2 separate regions of the Rattus norvegicus genome follow, and region 1 is linked to region 2. Evidence: chromatin contacts called from public Hi-C data. All regions are on one chromosome and are shown on one strand. Each heading gives the region's core, a stretch centred on a gene start, on an enhancer-like site or on the middle of the called end of the contact. The rest is flanking DNA. Distances are from core to core; before and after follow the strand shown. Region 1 holds the start of Pxylp1 (2-phosphoxylose phosphatase 1). Region 2 holds the start of Zbtb38 (zinc finger and BTB domain containing 38).

Region 1 (6,138 bases), core at 1,979-4,478, 200 kb after region 2:
AGCATACTCCTGACACAAGCTTACAACAATCAAGTGTTTCCCCATCTGGTCATGTCCATTTTGTAGATGGCTTCCCGGGTCTTTTAAGAACCAGAATGGTGAGCCCAGAAAACTTTTCTCGAGATCACTGTGAGCTCATTTTCCTCTAGCTCAGTGATTTTGCCACTAAACAGTAACTCCCCCTACACCAGCGTGTGGGCGTATTTCTTACCTACCAACCAGAGTCCTGTTGGGGACAAGACCTGGAGCTGAACTCTCTCCTAGATTCTCAGGCCTCCACTATTCTCTTCTCTTCTTCCCCCCATCCCCCGCATACAGTAGCATCTCTCTTTCTCCCCCTCCCCTTCCTTTCTCACTCTCAAACTGCAGGCGTTAATTAAACCCCTTCTAGAAAAACAGATCTTTGCCAGCTGCAGGAATTCTGGGTAACAGCCAAGCCTGAACAGAAACAGTCTGGGTGAGGGAGATAAGCTAATGGCAACCAGGGCAGCACAGGTTCCCACAACCAAGTCCTACTCTGACTCCCCACCCAAGTGGGGACTCTGGGTATGCTCTTCCTCAGATTAGCCTTTCACATGATGAAGAGCCGGACTTTGCTTCCTCTGCCTAGGGCAAAGCTACTCCTGACTGACCAAAGCAATTCTCCCCAACACTGGAGTCCCTGCCCCAGCAGGACTGTAAAACACACTCCCAGAAATGTGCATGCAAGGGCACTCCGGGGTTGCCACAAGAACCAGCTCTGGAGCGGGCAGCACCCACCAGAGTGAGAGCAGCACAGCCTGAAGTGGTGGGGGCGGTTCTGCAAGGGACCCCATCTCCTCAGCAGCTTCCTCCATCAACAGCAGGGGTGGAGGATGACCAAGAAGCCAGGGTTACCAGGTGTGGCGTGCAAGCCTTTAACCCCAGTACTTGGGACCCAGAGGCAGGTAGATCTCTGAGTTTGAGGTCAGCCTAGTCTACACAGAGTTCCAGGCCAGCCAGAATAATGAATGAATGAATGAATGAATGAATGAATGAATGAATGAGAATAGTATGCAGAAGCTAGGGCCTCAGCCCAGGGCCTGCAGGATAAGTCTTGGTGGACTTTTCACCTCTCAGTAGGCAGCCTTCCCCGCCCCCACCCCCCAGAATGCCCATTACCTTCCCATTCCTATTTCTAGGATGAAGAAAACTCTTTCCTACTTAAAAGTCTGGAGTCTTCATTGAGGGACAGGCCCAGCTGTCAGAGCCTGACCTAGAAATTAAACTTTCTATTCGCCCCTTCACTCCCCATCTTACCAGACAGTAAATCTGTCTCCAGCAAGAGAAACTTTAACATTTATATACATGTATATTCAAATCTGTTGAATTAAGGGACATTTTGAAAACACTGCAGCCCAGTGGAGGGCATGGGTTGTACGCTCAAGACTGATGCACAAAAATTTAAAAAACAAACAAACAAACAAAAAACACAAAACAAAAACATTGAATACCAGGCAGGGGCACCTGGTCAGGTCCTAAGGTCCACCGGAGTCCCGCAGGTATTCCTAGCCAGAAGGACTCCTGAGAGCTGCCTATCACTGTGAGGACAAGAAGATTCATACAGGAATCTGTGAACACTCAGAAGGGCCCTGCTGAACCCCCCTCTGTTCTTGGCTAATTACCTATCTATTCAATAGTAAAGGAATATTGAACTAATCACCAGAGCCATCAAAGAAAAACCACAGATTCAGAGGGGGCGATTCCACAGCCCAGAGTGCTGTACTCCAGGTGGTCCACAATGCCACTGGTACACATTTGCAGTCTCTCAAAGGTATCTGTGAGGGTGGACTGGCCCAGAGCCAATCCTAAAAGAGAAATACCCTTTATATGTTCTTTCTCTGAATAGGCAATTAATTTAATCTAAAACTTAATGAAAGACCCCAGAAGGGAAGGGGTGAATGCACACACTGGCTGTCACCATGCCATCTCCACTTCTCTCCGGGGACCAGGAGGCTTTCCAAGCCATCTGCTTTAAATCCTCTTCCCACAGATGTCACCACAGGGCACCAACACCTCTGAGGAGGGGGCTGGTGCCAAGCCCGACCGACAGTTCCAGAGGGTAGGCTGGGCTCAGCACTGTCTATTCCATAGTCAGGGTCCAGCCCCGGGGCCTGTCGCAAAGAGCAACAAATGTCCCTAAGCAGTGGAACTCTCCCAGGGCCCCTCCTTGGTCACTCACCCCACATTTCCCTATCCACACCAGATCTGATCCAAATTCTTAACTGGTTTTACCTGTTGAATGTTTAGAAAGCATCCTTGCCTTCCCACAAAGACACTGGCCCACCCAAGAGGGTACAGTTACATTCCCTTGTGCTTTCCAGAGCCGTGGTGAGTGAGAGTGGAGATATGGCTCCATTCCCCCAACATCACCAAACCTTCCCCATACACAGGTACTACTTGAAAGCCAGTCGCAGCCGCAAAGAAAACCTGCTCCATATTTGTGTGTGGCAAAGCCGGCTTCTTTTTTAGAAATCGAAACCTATTCAAGTTCACCAAGCAAAAGCAACGAAGTAAGCACACTGTCCTAAGCAGATCATTAGAGCAAGCTTAACCTGCATGTGTGAAGTGGCCCTCGGCTGGGCCCTGGGCTCTGACGCCGCGGACCACAGGTAGCTGAAGAAGCACCAGCCCCACCCCCGGGGGCAGGCCGTGAAGTTGCAGCTGCCTTTTACCTGGACACCGCTGCTTTGGGACAGTCGGGAGAAGGGGGACCCCGGAGCTCAGATTCCCGTTGCGTCGCTCAGCAGGGGCGCGGGGGCATAGTGGGACCCTGTTGGGGTGGCGGCGGGGACCGTAAGAGCAGAGCGGGGAGGGAAGAGGCGAGCGTCAGGCAACCGGAGGAGGTAGGCGTGGGAGGGCTTGCGGGAGAAAAGGGGGTGTGTGGGCAGGCTTCTAGGGTGCAGGGCTGAGAAAGGGGAGACGGATCGGAGGGACTGGGACCCTCGACGCGGGGAGGGGCGTGGGGAGAGGTGGAAACTGGGGAGCGCGTAGATAAGGGAAAGAGCTTGTTGGTGGGGATCACACCCGCGGCTTGGAAGCCCGCCCCTGCCTCCCGATCCCCGCATCACGGAGACCTCTTTGGGGTCGCCACCCCGAGACCCCAGACACAAGCCCGCCCTGCGAGGAGCTTCACAACCGCTGGGGCCCGGCGCGCGACGCACTCACCGCCTACGGTCCGGGCCTCCGTTGCTCTGCGTAGGGTTCTCCGCCGGCAGCCAGCTCCTCCTGGCGGGAGTGCAGGCGGCGGTGGCGCGCACAGGCCGCCGGACTCAGGGTTCCGCAGCGCCCCCTGCCGGGCCCGCCGGGTCCCTGCCCGGCCCGACGCGCTCAGGGCGCCCTGGAGCTCCGCCCCGCAAGCGGCGGTGCGGGACCTGCGGGCTGCGGCGACCGGCACTCCGGGCCTTGGAAGCGGACACGGTCTCGGAGTGTCCAAACTGCCATCCGGACAGGCTCCGGGCGTGCCGTCCGGGTCGTGGAAAGCACGCGCACTCGGAGCGCACAAGGCCTGTGCTTCTCCCTACGCCGGACTTAGGACCTGGGAGGGTACCATGGCCCGGGACACGGCCCTAGACCCGTCCCAGCCTTGGCGTGGGTGCTGTGGGACTGCGTGCTTGACTCCGCGCCGCGGATCTAATCGCTGAAGTGCGTGCTCCGGTGCCGCGCGGACTCAAAACTGTCAAGATCCTAGCCACCGTGCCACCTCCACCCAAGCGCCTGTCCCGCGCTTCTCTTCCGGCGCGGGCCACATCCGGCCTGTGTACTCTAGACCTCGCTGTAGTTTCGTCCCTAAAGGCCTGTAGGCACCCTTGAGAGGCGCGGCTGAGTCTGGGGGCGTTCCTGCATGGCCCTAGGGCTGGCCGCCACCGAGGACCCGCGCAGGACTCATTCTGCAATGCTATGTTGTTTTATGTTTTATGGGTTTTTTTTGTTTTTGTTTTTGTTTTTTCAAATGCCATCAGAGAAGGATCTCACCAACCGCAATTGTGAGATTGTCTTTGTTGTCAGTTCCAGGACTACAGTGCTACCCTTGTGCTTCTCTCGACTGAACCTGAGCAAAATAGGTGCAATTAGCCACTATTTCCAATATGTGGACAGTCCTAGATTCAATGCTATCACAAGGGTGAAAGGTTCCGGGGCAGCACATCACTTGATGTTCCCCTAACTCGTTCGATAATAACTAAATCAAAACACCTAATAACTTACACATATTTATATTTACCTCCAACTTTCCCCCCCCCCCCTCAAATCAGCTAGATTCTACTTCCTTGGTCTGAATTCCATTTACACCCCGTGGTACAGCCATCTGGGTGGGATGCCTTCTCTGTCCAATGCCTTGATGGCCAGCTGGCACTTACCTGAGGACACTAGCTACTAGCCAATTCTATCCCTCTCACCGTGCTACCCAGACTCAACATTGCCTTCAGCCTGCTTCTGCCTTGAGTGCTATTGACACCTTTTCTCCAAGACATGAGTACAACATCTCACTCCCCCTTAAATTCCTACTTGGGCTGGCCCTCAAGGACCTCCACAGTCCAGGCATCCTACCCAACATGATCTCCTCCTTCCCTCCACAGATTCTGACAGTTCTAATTCCAAATTCCACTCCTTCACAAGTCACACAGGCCACAGATGCCAGACAACTCTATCCACACTAGCCCAAAGCAAAAAGTAAATAAATAAATAAATAAAAATAAAAATAAATCAGAAAAAAAAGTGTAGGCCATGTCAGCTTCAGGCCTGGAACTTTGACCCCAGACACTTTTTGCTTTCTCTCAAGTCTACCACCCTTTCAGGACCACAGGAGTCTCCAGCAGACCCAGGCTCACAACTCTTCCTCCAACACAAAACCAGCCTCTCTCTCTCTGCAAACTACCCAGGCCTGGTTTTGTTCTTCTGGATTGAGCCCATGTTAGTTCTGTGTCATGACTTCTGTAACCCATAGGGGTCCGATCCCTTTCTTGGCTATGTACTCATCCTTCACGTGGGATATGTGGACAGTCTTAGATTCAATACGATCACAAGAGAATGAAAGGTAACTCAGGCACCATTTCTCTACAAAGATCTGCCACGCTTCCTGTTGACTGGGGCATTCTCCTGGAAGTGCACACACTGGACGTGGGAACAGGCATCTCTGATTATGTCTTCCTCCACAGAGCTCTTAGGGGTTCTATCTTTGCACCCTCCTGCAATCTAGGTTAACACTTGATACCACGATCATCCCGGCATCACTTCCAGCATCTCCAGCCTCTTTCCCTCCTCCTCTATTCCCTGAAGACTTCGACATCCTTTCCACTCTGGAGAAAGCACCCTACCTCCTTTCCTGAGGACCTTTAAAGGGAAGAGTTTCCAGGGGAGGGAAAAGGAGAGGTCCCTACAGAGAAGCACGTCAAGCCTTCCTCTGCAGTGATGAAATGGGCGTCTGCCTGAGGCGGCTGGAGCCACTTGGCTAACAGCTGGGGAGGTAGTGCCAAAGAGTGTAGCTCCCAGACATCCTCAAGCAGGAAGGACGAGCGAGCAGATTCCTCTCATGCTGGACACCAGCGTTAATACTGGTTATCCAAATACATGCTCCAAATATCCCTTACTATCCTCCAAGTGAAATAAAAATTCTGTTTCTCTGGCCCTGGCAACCAAGAGAGTCCTGACCAGGACAAGCCCCAACCCAGCACAGTGTCACGAACTTCTGCAAAACAGCGCCTGTCACCATCATTACTCATCTGCTAGAGCAGCAAACTATGCCCCTGGGTGGCCATAAACCAGAGAACTAGCAAGGTACCAGCGACTCCCACCCTCCCTCCGCAGCTCCTTCTTGCCTGCTCCTTTGTCCTTCCTACACTCAGATTCCAGCCTCCAGAAAAACACCCAACATCAATTGAAAGCTTCTAAAAACACTGGGTGGGTGGCTCCAAGTCATAAATACTCTGCTAGGTAGCACACTTTGCCACTTTGCCCCAGCATCCCTACTTGGATTGGAGCAGCCATCAGCGAATGAACATCTCTTTGAGTCAATCTCCACTCTGGAGCAAAAGGCCTGCGAATATTTGCACAGCCTCCTTTGTCTGTGGACTTACAAAAACTGCTCTCCGGCCCTCCCTTCTTACAGGGGCACTGCCACAG
Region 2 (6,979 bases), core at 3,934-6,433:
CCTATTCTGCCAGTGTTAACAGTAAGAATCTTTTGAGTTCCAGCTTTCCAGGACCCTAGTTCCCATGAAAAAATACCTGTAGGGCAAGGAGACTTTTGAGGGCAATGTTGACAGTCTGAGTCAATATTTAGAAGGATTTAGAAGTAAAAGTGGGGCTTTAACAGAGAGCTAATGTCTGCGAACACGAAGGAGGGGCATCTGGCTTTGTGGGTGTTTCGAGTCATGTTTGTAAGGGGCAGAACACTGTCATTCCACATTCTATCTCCCCATCCCTCAAAAACAATGCTGCTGTTGGAGGCATCAGGTCCCCCTGTCCTCATGTTATCAGTGGGGGTAAGGAGTCTGTGGCCCTTTTCACTACTATGTACCTGTGTGCTGCATTAGCTCCAAGGAGATGTAAACCTGAGGAATCAGGCTTTCGGCCTTTCCAAGGGACTGAGATTGATTACCACAGAGGTGTGTCTCTCCCTCAGCCTCCAGCTGCTGCTTCAGTGGAATGGGAGGGACCAGGATTATTTGACCACAGAAGTTGGGTGGGATAGCCCCCCAACATCCATGGCCTTGGGATGACTGGAAGACTGCAGAGTTCTGAAGAATGTGATCATTCTTCATTCTGAGGTGAGGCCACTGCAGAGGACTGTGTGGCATAGGTAATCTCAGGTAAGTCTAGGAAGGTTTTCTCATAGATAAGGCATGACCTATGTTCTGTGTGACTTGAGTGGACCAGTTCAACTAACAGCTCAGCCATACTTCAGGAGAACAGCACAGCACTCCATCGAGAAGCACACACATGCTCGTCAGCCAGATTCCAAATGTTCTACTGATTTCTACAGCAGTCCGTGTTATCTGAGGTCTATTGCTCTTGTGGTTCTCTACTAGGGACAGACAGACAGCTAAACGTTATAGTGATTCATATACGTACTTTACAAGGTTTATGCTGCAGAAAAGTGTCTCTAGGTGATATGAGAATGTCCTACTTTAGGTTACCCATTACATATGTTCAGTTATATTGTTAGATATTTTGTAAATACCCATCAGTTTACCAAAGATTAATAGTGCAGAAACTCAATGGCAATAAATACTGTCATAGCTCGTTTAGCATGTCTCAAAGATGCCATCTGCACGATCCTGACCCTTACTCTCTCCAGTGACTAACAACAGTTCAGCAGACCTCATTAGTGCGCGAGAGAAAGGCTTAAATTAGGCTAAAATCCAGCTGCTCTTTCCACTGTTCAAAATCCCACAGCTCAGAACTTCATTAGCCTTCACAAAATACTCGGTCGTTAGAGGATTCAGCTAGTTTGTTTTTATGCATTCTGTGTAGAGTGAATGATAAAACCCAAAATAGTTGTTAGGATCCTTTTTGGGGGGAGTTTACACAAAGGAAAATTAACAACCCCCCATCCTTTGAGAATATTATGTGAACAAAACTAAGCTTAAAAAAACTTAAAAAACTAAAAATAAAAAAAATCACAAACAATTTTGAAGACCTTTCTAACTGTTGTCACTCAAAGGACATTTTCAGCAAAGGTTTTTTTATGTCATCCTTTTGGTCGCTGTCTTCCGAATCAGTGCAAGGTTGACTCTCCAAGAGATCGGAGTTTTCGTGGCAAAGGTCATCTGTTTCCTCTTGCTTAGTCAAGGTCTTGAATAAGTGCTTCTTTTGGTGCATTCTGAGGGCAGCAGCTGTTTTGCATATTTTGGGGCACTGGAAGCAAGCAAAGCCTTTCCCGTCATGCTCCCGGACATGCCTCCGCTCGTGGTTCCTTTTTGTGGAGAGATATAAGAAACCCTGAAAGCAGAACTGACAGTGGTAACGCTTCTCCCCTGTGTGGATTCTTTCGTGGATCTTGAGTGTCTCGTTCAGCGTGAAAGCCTTGTTACAATACTGACAGATGAACTCCTTCACGCCCAGGTGAATGCGCTCGTGCTTCTGTAGGTTGCCCTGCACTGAGAAGCGCCGCCCACAGGTCTTGCACTGGTAGGGCTTCTCGCCAGTGTGGCATCTCATGTGCATCTTGAGCGTGGAGGAGCTCTGGAACTGCTTCGCACAGAGCTCGCAGATGTAAGGCTTCAGAGTGAGATGCTGGTGGGGCTTGCCTTCGGCTCCCGCCCCTGCTGCTTTGTCACCGTCACAGAGCTCGCACTGCAGCTTGGGCATCTCTTTATTCTCCTCTTCTTCAGAGGCCTTATCTGGGGGCAATTTCACCTCTGCGCAGCGATCTAGTTCAGCTGGGTACCTGCGCCGACCCATCTCTGCGCGATCCAGCTCAGCTGGATACCTGCGCCGACCCACGGGGCTTCTGCTCCCTCGTTCCTTCCTCCACTTGACTTTCCTTATTTTTCTTAACTGTTTGGATTTCTTCTTGGGCTTGTAGTTGTAGTATGGGCGCCACGGCTTATCGGTGGAGTCCTGGTCACTCACTTCATCAAATGCTTCACTCATCTCCACACAGTCAGCTTGGCAGAGCCCAAGAGGGCTGTCTCCACGGGTTTCGGGGTCACTCTCCCGAGGCAATGTCTCTTCCTGCATTTGATACTTGGGTTTTCTCCCTCTTTTGTAAAACAGCTTAGACCCAAGGATATGCCTTTTCACGATGGCTTCGTTCCCAATTTTCACTGTTATTTGGCAAAGGGGTGCAACATTGCTATTTGTGGAGGTGCCGGGCAGAGCGGGTTTTGCTATATAAGTTTCAATCTTACTGGTTTCTTCGACGACATTTGTGGTTTTGCCCGAAGATCCTCCGAGATCAGCAACATATTTTGCCTCCTCTGTTATTTCTCCCCTGTTACATGGAACGGTTTTCTTTTTCTCCTTAGAGTTTTTGGGTCTGCTTGCGAGTTTACTGGCTTTATCTGCCTCAGGCTTGCTATCCTTGATCAGGGACGGACTCGCCACAGGCTGTGAAGGGGACTGGTGGTTGCTGTTGGCCAGGCAGGCAATGGCATTGCTGTGCTTGATCACCGACGAGAACTGGCTGCTGTGCACAATGACAGAGGGCACCGAGCCGCTGTAGCTGATCACGGAGGCCGAGTGCTCCCCACTCGAAACACACACGGGCTCTGCCTGCAGGGTGGTGCTGACAGAGTTTCCAATGGAAGAAATCGACACCTCAGCCGAATCGACGAGATCGGTTTTCAGTGCCTGCTTCCTCCATTTGAGGCCTTCTGCATTTTTTACTTTGGCAGAAGTGGGTGTACCCTGCCATGAAGGTGTTTCCACTGGGATGGCAGGGCTGCTGGTCAACGAGTTTCTGCCATCTTGGAAGTTCAGTGTGGGCATTTCAGAGCTTGGCAGATTCGGAATGACGAAGGTGTCAGGTGGGGATTCATTCCTTTGACGGTTTCCTTGAGCACTTTCATAGGAAGAATTCCGGTAGCTCTTATAAGGTGCCCGCTTGCATCTCATAGGCAAGAGCCTGTAAAGTTTGTATGGGTAGACGGTGGGCTTCAAGCCTCCATTTGCTGTTTTTTTACTGATGGAGAGTCTGTGATCTATGGCATGAAAAGACTTCTGATGGTTTTTCAGTATGTAGTAGGTCATAAACGTTTCAAGACAGAAAATGCACTGGTACCGCCTCTCTCCAGTGTGCCAGATCTCATGTCGTGTCCTGTACTCAGCCAGTGCGAAGACCTTGTTGCAGTAATGACAAGGGTACGTTCTTCTCCACGAGTGGACATTTGCGTGCCTCCGGAGGCTGGACAAAGTCACATAGCTACGTTTGCACACAACGCAGCTGTAAAGCATCTGCCCATTCACAAATTTCACCATGTGGTCCGCGTCTGACAAGGCACTCCCAGCGCTGGATAGTTCACCAATCCTACTTTCTGGCACCAATGAATCTGGGCTTGTGAATGAACCTCCATCTTGTCCAATGGTGGGGTAGTTTTCTAAGAAGGGTTGGTTTCCTCCTGGCATGGGCATGTGGCTCGACCTCATGCAGATCTGCTCGTGCCGGTCCAGCCTGTTGAGGGTGGTGAACTGCTTGTTGCAGTACTTGCACACAAAGGGGTCCTGCGTCGGCTTGTGCAGCTGCATGTGGGCCCCGAGCAGTGTGCTGCTGTCGAAGGATTTGGAGCAGCAGCTACAATTATAAACGAGGGGCGGGACCTCTGCTGCTGGGGGACCAGGAGTCTCAGAGGGCTGGTTTTCATCTTCTCTGGGAAAATGGACATCTCCTTCACTGCTGGGAGGTTCTGAGTGTGACAGAATTGGAGCTGGCTGTGGGCTTCTTTCTTGATTCACCTCTGGGCAGGTTACTAGAGGGAGTGGCATGTTCTCTGTGGTTGAGTCAGAATCCTGGGTTTGGGTCTTTGGCTTTCGGCATGGCTTTGCTTTTGTGGTGAGAGCTTCGCCATTTTCTTTTCCCGTTTTACCAGATGAACTGCTGCTGTCATGTTCCCTCAGAGGCTGACTCCTGTAGGCCTCAGTGATGGAAGAAACGGCATATGAGTGTTCGGCAAGCGTGCGGACAGGCTCTGCCTCGGGGCAGACACTGGCTCTCTCCTGGCAAAGGCTAGTGGTTCTCATGGCATCTGACACTTTTTTGAAGCTTGCCCTCAAGTCCAGGGGAGAAAACATGCTATTGCTATTTTCCGTCTCAATGATGGAAAATGCGTTTGTGATCCTGGGCCCATTAGTGACAGCTGGCTCTTCGTGCCTTTTTTCATTTTTTTCTTCTTTAACCACGCCCTTTTCAGTGATGCAAACTACGTAAGGACCTGGGGAATTTGAGAAGTTGCGGTCACTAAGGTCCTCTAAGAATGATATTCCCAGCCTTTTCCCTGCAGCTGCAAGGTCAGTGACGGTTTCCTGTCTCCTGACCACCACGGTGGAGCTGTAGATGTAATTAAGAATCTCTGTAAACACTTCGGCTTTCAGATCATCCAGCTCTAGGACATGACTGGAAATACAGATCGTATGGCTCCAAAAGATGTTTTTGAAATAAAGGCTTGAGGCGGCCAGGACATTGCTGTGGGCTTTAAACTTGGTGTCCTCCACAATGATGGTGACATCACATAAGATGCCCCGAATGCGCTGCTCATTTAGGATGGAGAGCACCGTGTCACTGTGAAAGTCGTCCTTGAGGTCCCTGGAGAGGGACATGACTGTCATCTGAAACAAGAAACAAATGGTCAGGGGCCTCCCATCAGCGACTTAGTCATTTCTAGGCTATGTGCTACTTCTGGAAAACTGTTTTGTTTTTTTTTTTCTTCACTTAAGAACTCAGGCATTTATCTTATCCTGTTGTTATTCCTAAGACTTGGAAGTCAACAGAAGGCCAGCCTTCTTCTTGCCCCAGACTGTTTCTCATGCCATTGCAAATAGCTGTAGTTGGAAATCCTCCCAGGATTCCTTCCCCTGCCTTCTGCAAAGCCTTGGCTATGTGTATGTGTCCAAATATGGGGAGGGCAAGTTTCTGTATGTCCACCCAGAAAGGGTGTCTCCACTTGCAGCTGCTGCACGGAGACTCTAGAGCAGAGCGACATCATGGTCTTTTAGAAGCAGCCACATTTCATCAGACTTTCTCCCCTGAATACAAGGTCTTACTATTTTGCCTCAACTAGCTTGCAACTTGTTATCTAGCCAAAGCTGGCCTTGAACTCAGAGACCCACCTACCTCTGTCTTCTTCCAAGTGTCCTCCCTTGATACTCTATGATGTAAAGATTAAAGCCAGGCTATCACACGTGCGAGGTGAGTCACAGCTCAAGCTCTTCTGGCCTGGAACTAGTTTATGTAGGCTAGGCTGGCATTGAGTTCACAAAGATCAGCCTGCCTCTGCTTCCTGTGTAGTAGGTGTAAAGCCATGTGTCAACACACCTGGCTTCATTTGGTATATGTGCCTGTGTGTGCCTGTGTGTATGTGTGTGCCTGTGTGTATGTGTGTGCCTGTGTGCCTGTGTGTGCCTGTGTGTATGTGTGTGCTGCTGAGGACTGAATCTCTGAGCTCTACATGCTGGTCAAAGAGGGTCCACTATTGAGACATAACCTCAACCTCTTCTATATGTTTTTTTTTTTTTTTTGGTTCTTTTTTTCGGAGCTGGGGACCGAACCCAGGGCCTTGCGCTTCCTAGGTAAGCACTCTACCACTGAGCTAAATCCCCAGCCCCTTCTATATGTTTTGAAAGATAACCCTGATAATCTGATTCAACCATAATTCATAAAGCAGAAACAATTTATTAATTTATTTTTAAAAGTTTCCCATAAGCGAATGGTACCTTTATGTGAGGGTTATTCGCTCAGAGAAGCAGCAAGAATGGAAGAAGCCATTCTAACTGATTTCTCTGAGGTGTTTCTCTTCTGAGTGGCAATGTCTGTAACTGAGTTTGACCACCAGGGACACCCTCCCTCCTTTCCACACACTGCCTGGGGAGAATCAGCCTATTCTTTATTTGATTTCCCTTTTATTATAACCAGACTAGACTAGTGTTTTTAAAAACAAATCCTGTGGAATACTAAAGGCAAACAAAGAGAAGACAAAGCAGTAGGCCAGGGAAGTATGTTTCCATGTCTATGACAATGAGTCCCATCACAGTTTCCAAAGTTAGACAGCTGAAAGGCCCCGGCAGGTCTTGGATGGTTTAAAAATGTTATGCATGTAGCATGCACAAGTTACTCTCTTTAGACTTGTCACTGTTGTGAAATGTGCAAGAAACAATGGTTCCAAGGCTTTAGTTGATTGTAGAAGAGAGGGTGGCAGTTCAGGGCAACTCCCAGATGGTGGTGGGAGGAAGAAGGAAGAGAGGGAGGAGAGGGAAGGGAGAGAGAGAGGGGAGGAGAGGGGAAGGGAGAGAGAGAGGGGAGGAGGAGAGGGGAAGGGAGAGAGGGAGAGGAAGAGGAGAGGGGAAGGGAGAGAGGGAGAGTTAGAGGAGAGAGGAGGGGAGAGAAGGAGAGTTAGAGGAGAGGGGAGGGGAGGGGAGGGGAGGGGAGAGAGAAAGAGAGAGAGAGAGAGAGAGAGAGAGAGAGAGAGAACCTGG

The links. Hi-C and Micro-C count contacts between places; a contact is called where the count stands out from the background.
Region 1: a contact with region 2 is called in a Hi-C map of the A7r5 cell line, with 4 times the contacts expected there. The contact joins the promoter of Pxylp1 here to the promoter of Zbtb38 in region 2. A contact is called at or near these places in 7 of 12 Hi-C or Micro-C datasets (the A7r5 cell line, the Rat2 cell line, Schwann cells and 4 more).

The regions. Positions count from the first base shown.
Region 1 is chr8:106,361,375-106,367,512 of GRCr8, forward strand. It overlaps Pxylp1 (2-phosphoxylose phosphatase 1), which reads right to left and starts at 3,229. Exons shown (of 6, transcript NM_001007710.1): 1 at 3,187-3,229.
Region 2 is chr8:106,162,879-106,169,857 of GRCr8, forward strand. It overlaps Zbtb38 (zinc finger and BTB domain containing 38), which reads right to left and starts at 5,184. Exons shown (of 1, transcript NM_001012471.2): 1 at 1,283-5,184. The coding sequence starts at 5,116. The coding sequence ends at 1,505.